Linked DNA regions of Gossypium hirsutum: region 2 is linked to region 1. A link is a contact called in public Hi-C data. All regions are on one chromosome and are shown on one strand. The core of a region is the stretch at or near the end of the contact, and the rest is flanking DNA. Distances in the headings are between cores, read along the strand shown.

Evidence for each region. A called contact is a pair of places that touch in the nucleus more often than the background predicts.
Region 2: a contact with region 1 is called in a Hi-C map of callus, with 3 times the contacts expected there. The contact joins the promoter of LOC107942309 here to the promoter of LOC107929605 in region 1. A contact is called at or near these places in 2 of 34 Hi-C or Micro-C datasets (callus and leaf).

The regions. Positions count from the first base shown.
Region 1 is chrA12:106,897,434-106,902,280 of Gossypium_hirsutum_v2.1, forward strand. LOC107929605 (abscisic acid receptor PYL8) reads left to right here and starts at 2,793. Exons shown (of 3, transcript XM_016861089.2): 1 at 2,793-3,513; 2 at 4,460-4,675. The coding sequence starts at 3,373.
Region 2 is chrA12:107,034,141-107,038,816 of Gossypium_hirsutum_v2.1, forward strand. LOC107942309 (ubiquitin-conjugating enzyme E2 28) reads right to left here and starts at 2,564. Exons shown (of 5, transcript XM_016875955.2): 1 at 2,204-2,564; 2 at 2,040-2,117; 3 at 437-564. The coding sequence starts at 2,109.

The DNA.
Region 1 (4,847 bases), core at 1,543-4,042:
AAAAGAAAATATATAAGATAATGAAAATATAAAATTAATTAACGATAATAATAGTAATAATAGAATAATGCTAACAGTAACTATAAACATAGTAATAACGATTAAAATAATAATAACAACAACAAAATAGAAGACAATAATAATAATATATTAATAAAAATGAAAATAATATAATAATAATAATATAGAGAAAAAAATATTATATAAGAAGATATAAATAAATGATAAAATAAAGTAAAGGTATATAAGGTTTTTAAGTAAATAAATAAATAGAATGAAAATATAATATTAGTAGTAATAACAGTACAAAACTATTTAATATAGTACCATGATGATAATAATAATAATAATAATAATAAAATAATAAAAATAACAATATGTTATTAATAATAATAATAAATAAATAATGGTAATAAATATATAAAATAATAGTAACAGTAATAAAATAAATATAATATAATAAATATAATAATAATAATAACAATATTTAAAAATAACACTCTCCCCCTCCCTTCTAAATTCGGCCATCGGTCCGGCCTTGCTCCGGTCACCGGACCCCCACGAGCCGCCGTCGGCGCCACTGTACACGGCAGCCAGACTTAAAAAAAAACCCTTTTTCGGTAATTCTAAAATGGGTAAGCTTCTTCCCTTTATTTTTACTTCCGTGTAAAAAACAAAATAAAATTGAAAGGAAAACAATAAACAAACAAATAACTTAAAACGAGAATAGACAAAGAAACTTCTTTTACTTTGATCTTTGATTCATCTCCAAATAAACCCCTTTTTACAATAGTTTTGAATGGCTTTTATAGCCAAATCTTACAAGTGATTGCCTTCTTCCATGGTGGCAAGTGGGGTGATAGAGTTAGTGATCGGTTTAGTGGGGTGTTAATTGGATGGTTGGTGTGCTGGGCTCTACTTGTTGGACCCGGGCAAAATTTGAGCTCTACAAATATGATTCGAAAAAATAATTAAAACACAAGATAGAATGTAATAGAATACAAAAATTAATGCTAATGCCACATAATTATATTAACACTTTAAAATTTGTAATATGGATTATTTATATATCAAAATTTATATGAATTGTAAGTTGCTTTTTTATTTAAAAAAACACGTATGAATATAAAATTTTTAAATATTATTGATATTTTTCATATTCATTTTATAATTTATATTTAAAATTCGAGATAACTCTTTTTAATAATATTGTTTCTAAAATTTAAATTATTATATTACTGTTATTGAAAATGAGTTCAAGAAATTTTAATTAAATTTTATTGGCTTTTAGAGCAAGTGAAAAGTTAAACTAATGGCTAAACGATACTTAATACATTCTTTAAATTTTATTAATTTAAAATTGGTTTTTGGATCACGTTGCTGAAGTTTTCCAAACAATTTCAAAAATATTCATTAGTTTAGGTATGAAAGAAAATCCAGCACAACTTAAACGTTTCCACGTATATATATTTAGATGGATGGTGAGGTAAAGTGCAGTATGTTTAACTTACTTTTAGTTCATGTTACAGTATTGTTATAATTATTTTTACACTAATCACAAGTAAATACGCCGTCCATCCAAACTCATCATTAATAATATCGTGACATTATAAATGTGAAGTCCACATTGTCTCAAAATGATACATAATCAATATAGAAAACCATAAGTCCGTGGTTTGAATACATGATTGGTAAGTTGAATAAAGCGAGATTCGGACATAAAGAGTTTACCCAGTTTCAATGTTCATGATAAATTTAACTCTTTTATGTTATCTCCTTTTTAAACTAGAAGATATCACAATTAGCTATGAGACAATCATTACAATTGACAATAAATTGAAATCGATAATATCTCAAAACTGTAGTGTCCACAAGAAATTAGAACCTTTATGGGATTACATATACTCACTACTACAATAGGTGCATTACATAATTCAACGTGAACATCGTCCAACGAAACACTTTACTTGGGGAACAATGATATAAACTCCAATAACTGTATCTAATATTTATTTACACTAATATTTGTTTATTGTTTTATCCTTGGAAAAAAAAATTTAGAAATTTTATTATAATTATTAATTAAGCATGTGTAAATTTAAATATAATAATTATAATTATTTTTAAACTTATGAATTTGTTAGATATATATTTATCTATATTTGGAATTTATGTTCTATACATTTCAAACATATAATTATATTGAATTTTAATTATTTGTATATGATAATAAATTAACTTTATGTTTCCAAAGAAAATTTTAAATTAACTAAAGATATTAATAAATATAGTATTTTGTAGAATAACTTAAAATACTATATCATATCAATCAACATTGGTATGAAGAAAATTTTCAATCAAGATAGAAAATGTTGAATAAATCAGATTTATTTTTAATAATAATATATATTTTTAGACACTAATAAAATTTTATTTTATTACTACTTGTATTTTTATAATATTTAATAATTATTAAATTAAATTAAAAGATATTCGTTAGCTATATTTTTCTTTAAATATGTTATAATAATAATTATAACAAATTTCTAAAAGCAAACAATTTTTTAGGTACAAAATGCAGATTTTATTTTTAATCAAATAATTAAAAACAAAAAAAAAAATCTAAATCAATATTAAGGGCTAAAGTTAAAATGTAAATTTCCTCCACAAATTTTTCAGAAGTGTGAAAGCAAAAATAAATAAAGCAAGAAGGTCAAAAATGACATTTAATAATTTTTTTGGCAGTACGACCTAAATAAATGAGGACTTTTTGGTACACAAATAAATGAGGATGGACCATAAATAACCGACATTTTCCCAAAAAACCATTCAAATATTAAAGTCTCCATTTTTATCATTTTAAAACCAAAGATCCAATTAACCAATGATTTATTAAATTGAAAATGTTAATTAAAAGGGCAAAGCGAAATTTTGTTTTTATAAATATCAGATAAATCTAGAATTCCAAAGAATGGCAATTCTCGTAATAAAACCCTTAGCCGGATGTCAAATCCAAGAGCTGAACCAGTAATATATATATATATATATTTTAAATTGAAGCTTTTTAATTGGATTTTTATTTTATTATTATTTCAGGTGATGAGATGGGTGATAGAGAGGCTTAGAGGTAGAAGAGGCAACGTAGCTTCTCTCTTTTTATTGCGGTGACTCACAAGGTTTTCTTTTTATTGAGATAAACCGTGTTAAAACGATTTCTAGAAGCTTCGTCGGAGAGATTCAGTCCGGTTGATGATCGGAGCTCCGGTTACCGTCGGAGGAGACGAGTTAGAGCGTTTATTTGTTGTTTGTTGCTGTTTCCTAAGAGGAAAACGAGTTTTTTTTTTATATGGTAAATAAGGAGAAGAGAGGAAAATGAATGGGCATAGCAACGGATTCGGTAGTGTGGCGGCGGTTGCGGCGGCTGAGTATATAAGGAGACATCATCTGCATGAGATAGGAGAGAATCAGTGTAGTTCAACTCTTGTTAAACACATCAAAGCTCCTGTTCCTCTCGTAACTTTCTTTTTCTTTCTTTTTTCTATTTAGATCTATTTGAGAGATTTCATTGTGCTCTCTCTTTTTGTTAGCGTCATAGACTTCTCCTTTTTTTTTGTGATTATTTTGCATGTTTGCTTATTGAGATTGTTTTTCAGTGTTTGACTTTTTTTTTTGGTCCTCCACAAGGATTAATCTCGATCTATGGTGGTTTTCTTTAGTAGAAACCTTTGAATGTTTTGATTGAATTCGTTATATTTGGTTTTGCTGGTTTATGTTTAACAAAAAAACATTTTGCATAATTTTTGAACTAGTAAAACATTAATTTTGAAGGTCTTACATTGAAATTTTTATCGACAGAGATCATTTTGATTCACTTTAACAACTCAAAACTTACATTAAAGGTGTTTTGCTCATTTGAATTTTTAAACAGTTTTTGATTTGGTCACATTGCCATGGTTTTCTCCATTTCTTTATATAGAAACAATGAGTTATGTATGATCTAATTGAATTAAATGGAACTTATCTTGTTGGCTATTTAATTTCCTAGAAATGGGAATAACGTGAGTATATGTTCCAAATCTTTATTTCCTTTCCTTTCTCCATTTTTGCACCTACCTTAAGAATGGTTTATTCAATGGCCGAAGAAAGAGGAAAGATCGATAACTAAGTCGATATTTTGATAATGTAGAAATAATGCCCTCCTCTGGAACCGTAGAGCTTTTTTCTTGGTACAAACAAAGCTTACATTACATTCAAAGTGGAGGAAGGGGTTTTTCGGGGATCAAAACTTGAACCCGCATACATGTTTTGACTAGACTAGTAGCTTGTTGGTAGAACTGTTGAGCTTGATTCTTATTTTTACGAATTTTTAATCTATCACCTTGGTTGAATCTCTTTTCTTTTTCCAGGATTTGCCTAGTCTTTTATGAAACTTGTATTGCTTTGTCTTTTTATTTTACAGGTTTGGTCTTTGGTGAGGAGATTCGACCAACCTCAGAAGTATAAACCCTTTGTCAGCAGGTGTATTGCACAGGGAAACCTCGAGATTGGAAGTCTTAGAGAAGTTTATGTCAAGTCGGGACTTCCGGCTACTACAAGTACTGAAAGATTGGAACTCCTTGATGATAATGAGCATATCCTCAGCATCAGGATTGTTTGTGGTGATCACAGACTTAAGGTAGAAAACTAGAAATTCGTTTTGTTTTTCTCCATTTACATTTGATATCATCTATCTCTTCCATTTAAAATCTTTTTGTTCTTAAAACAAAGCAATTTAAGTGCGTTTGCTTGTAGCTTAAGATTCATGAAAGTATTCTTGTTACTCAATTGTGGACAATATCTTTTTCCCT
Region 2 (4,676 bases), core at 1,314-3,813, 140 kb after region 1:
TATATTTTATACCGTTTCAAGCTTATGGGAATATTTATGGCCTCTCAACAGCACTCCAATTTTGTTATGTATTGTATTTTTCATTCTCTGCAGTCAAGCCATTAGGCAGACCAGCATTTGGCAAGTAAAATGACAATGAAGATTTCTATTATGCTTCCATGTGCAATTTAATCTAGTATGAAACAAGTAATGCAAGGAGTATCTACAAAAAAGCAATCGTTAATTTCTTCCAATATTGATAAAAATGGAATGAGAGATGAATGTGGGCAGGATATTTTAAATAAACTGGACCGTAAAGGTTGCTACCCAACACAGAATAGAAGTAAATGATCAGTGTTTTAAAGCATTGAAACAACAGAGAAATTACGTGCCCTTGCAAATGTCAAGAGTAAACACCTGCATCTAATGGTAAACAAAATTTACATATAAAAAGTACCTTGGGAGGCTTAAAGGGATAATCCGGAGGAAAATGAATAGTCACTAGGAAAACACCCCCAGAATAGGGACTGTCTGGTGGACCCATGATTGTGGCCTGCCAATGAAACATGTCTTCAGCAACAGGACCTGCAAATTGTCAAATAATCAATGATCGATATATAAGTAATAAAGCTCAACGATACTCCTTGAGCACTTGTAGATACTACAACCAATTACCGAAAAACATCAGCATAAGCAGCATACGAGAGCAATAAGAAATATCATGAACATGCAGATGAGGGACTCAATGTCAAATATGTAATTACAAGCAAAATGGTGATAAGTGCATACCTAGAAAACTGTATAAATTCATAAAATCAGAAAGAAAAAAAAATGCTACTTTGAAGGCACGTAACAAATCAGTCAAAAAACCTTGGGATTCCTCAGGAAGGATAGTCCCAATCAATTAGACAACAGACCTGGTTTCGGAACTACAGTTCATCAAATTGATTTACACTCCAAAAATTAAAACATTTGCACTCGAATATGATCATATACTACATTTAAATGAAGTAAGGGTCTCCTTCATCGTTTACCCCGTCATGCCTATCTTGCACAGATAGGGTCAAGAATTAGCTGACACAATAATGAATATTATGGTTTTCATGTTCGTTCCTCTTAATCTCTTAATATACCAAAAGGAGAAAAATACCAAACATGGAAAAACCGAATGAAGTCTTTTTCCTTCCTTCCACTACTGAACTCCAAAGTAAAAGACTTTAATTAATAATGCCACCGCATGATGAAATGCTATCTTTATACAAGTTTCGAACACAACCATAGATTAGACATGTTATAAACAATGACTCTTAAGACCGAATATAAAAAATGAGCAATTCCAAGTTTAACACATTTAATTCATGAAAAGTTTCATTTGAGCATACTGTAATGTAAACTATTTTTTATCAATGCTTAACATTTTACAATTATTTTGGTTCTTTTTCGATGCTACAATTTATTGGTTCTAAAAAGACTACAAATTGACGAATAGAAGCCACTACGAGGCAGAATACAAACTTAACTCAGCCGTCCAAATCCATATGTTGGCTGACAAAGTTACAACCATTTTCTAAATAATCACCAGTAAACGTAACTAATAATATAACATTTTTGTTGCAAAAAAAAAATCACTAAAAATTATATCAAAAACATGAAATTACAATCATTTCCAATAATCACAAATAAACATTATAGATAATTTAACATCTTTTGAGTAAAAAATTACTGATAATTATAGAATTTGAATCCTATTTTAAATCCCAAAACATAAATACCAAGAACTGTCTTCTCACACGAGCATTATAACAACAAGACATCAAAATTAGATCCTTTCAATATAATCACAAACAAACATTACTAATAATCTATCATTTTCCGCTGCAAAAATAACTGATAATTACATCAAACCGGTCATTTGTAATCACCCATTCAAATAAAAAATATATATACCTCTAGAAATCTATCGTCTTACACAAAGATTAAATACATCAATACAAGAAAAAAGATAATAAAAAGACATAACGAAAAGAATGAGTTTATAGGCGTATATATATATTTTATACCAGCACTGCATGATGTAGGAGGGTCCTTCTGCAAATCTTTCAATTCCTTCAAGATCCGCTTTGATGCCATCTCAAAACCTACGATCCATTCACCATTGACAAAAAAAAAATCAAAACAACGCAAAAAATGAACAATCAAATGCAAGAAATCGAACAGATCGAACCTCAAAAAGGTGCTTTTAGTTATTCTTTTTTAAATATATTGTGTTTTTCGAAAACTTGAAGGAGCTTTAGGTGGATTAGAGAAGAGAAATATTAATCGAAGAAGAAGAAGGCAGGCTTTTAATATGGGGAAGAGCAGAAAAACAAAAACAAATGAGAGGAGAATTTATAATAAGGTGTAGTGGCGGTATATTATATACGGGTGGACCGAGCTCTATTGATAGTCTCTGATTGGCTTTGTGTGTGGGTCCCATACTTTTAAAAATGAAAGATCACACCATCTTAGCCGAAAGTTGCCAGTGACTTAAGTCCGTTTATTTATTATTCTGGTTTTCTGTGTTTCCTTTTTCTTTTATTCCTTTTCCTCTATCTTTTTTTTTTTTTACGTTGGAAAATGAGATTCTTTAAACTGACTAAACGCGTTGCCCGTGGTCGTTCGGGGAAAAAACGAAACAGGCACGAGTCTTTTTTAAACATGAGTGTCGCTTTCGGGTTCCTCGATTTGTGATTGGATCCGGTCTCGAACGCGTTTTGTCGATTGAGTTGGCTTGGTCTGGCCGTCTGGGTCAAAACCCGTGAGTTTTGTGTGGGAAAGACTAAGACCCTGTGGCCCAAGGGATAACTATCAATGAAGTCAATAATTACAACACTACTTCCAAAATGATTGTTTTTTTATGGGTAAACTACACCAAGGTTACTAAACTATTAGTAAATTTATGTTTTGATCACTTATTTTTAAAAAGTTACAAAATGATTATTAAACTATCCGAAAGTTTTTATTTAAGTTATTGGGTTGTAAAAATCGTTATTGTATGACATTCTCTATTCGTATCGTCTCCACTAATCGAAATCTCTCATTCCCTCCTCTTCTATAGTTTATTTTTTTCATAAAATAACTTTGAATGTCACGAATTTTTAAATCAAAATCCAAATGACTTTCTTTTCTAATCTCTGACACTGATGGTTCCATCAACTTAGATCTAAGATATATTCTTCTACTCGTCAATGGGTACTAATCTATTGTATTAATTATCGAATCATTGCTTGGAGCTCGTTAGCCAAACTTTAAAAAAAAATTACAACATACTTAAATAAAAACTTTTGAATAGTCCAATAAATATTTTATAACTTTTTTAAGTTCGATAATCAAAATGTAAACTTATTAATAGTTCAGTGACATTAAATATAATTTACCTTTTTTTATTTATACAATGCTTACTTTTATAAATAACTCTCTTATAATTTAAAGACGGTTGAACCCACATTCTTATAATTTATTACAATTACAACAACATGAGCTTAGCGAAGATTTAATCAACTTTGCTATTTCTATTCATTATATTTTTATTTATTTAATAAATTTATTCTACTCTTTATGCTTTTTTAAAGTTATTTATATTACTTTACTATTTACAAAATCACTAATCGAGTTTGAGAGTACGAGTTAAATTACACAATTCAACATATTTATTGTTTAGAAAAAGAAAAAGAAAAGCATTTTTTTATAGCAAAGAAAATACCAAAAGTAGAATTGGAAGAATATTGGATTTCGACTTAAAAAATAAGAAGAATATATGCATGTATTTATATTGGACCGTTTTTATTTAGAAATGGAGACATTGGACCATTAGGAACTTGGAATCATTTTTTTTTCCGTTGAAAATGCTTGATAGAAATTACAAAAGATCTTCGAGAACAATGCAAGTCCCACCAGACGAATTCAGGGGGCAGCCGGGAAAATGGAAAATTTTAAATTTAAATAAATAATGAAATTATAAATTAGTATAAAATAAAATTATACTTAACAATGTCATAATATTAAAAAAGTGAGTGATGAGAGAATAAAGCCTCATTGTAGTATTTATCGTATGATCAAAACAACCTCGTGAATAGATTATAAGTTCATATCAAATAGTTAATTAATAGAGTGTTTTGTTTTTGTCTTGATATTATTTTTGTCTTAATTAATAAAATTATTCACAATTTTTATTATTTTTAAGATAAATTTATTTCTTAAATATTTTTATTATATTTTTTATTACACCCAAATGTTGGTGCATGTCATAATATAGACAATAAAAATATCATAGAGATCTTTATACTAGAAGTTAGATTACATTTAGTCTCTTTTACTAAAAAAAATAGACAAATTAGTCCATACACGTTAGATTAGATAGCAAATTGGTTATTTTTTTAAAAAATAATTCATTTCTACAATTAAAAATTGGTCTCTATACATCAGCACGAAGTACATGTGATATCCCATATGTCACTGTTTGATTATTCCTTTAGACATAACAATTTTTAATAGTATAATTAAATGAATTTTTTAAAGTAACATTTGAGAAGTAAGATTTTAGAATTAGAATTTAGTTTTTTAAAAATAGTGTAAATTAAGTACTGAACGGGTTGAAAATGCCACAATAATAATTTCTCAAATCCTAAGATTTAATAAATATCTATTTAATAATAAAT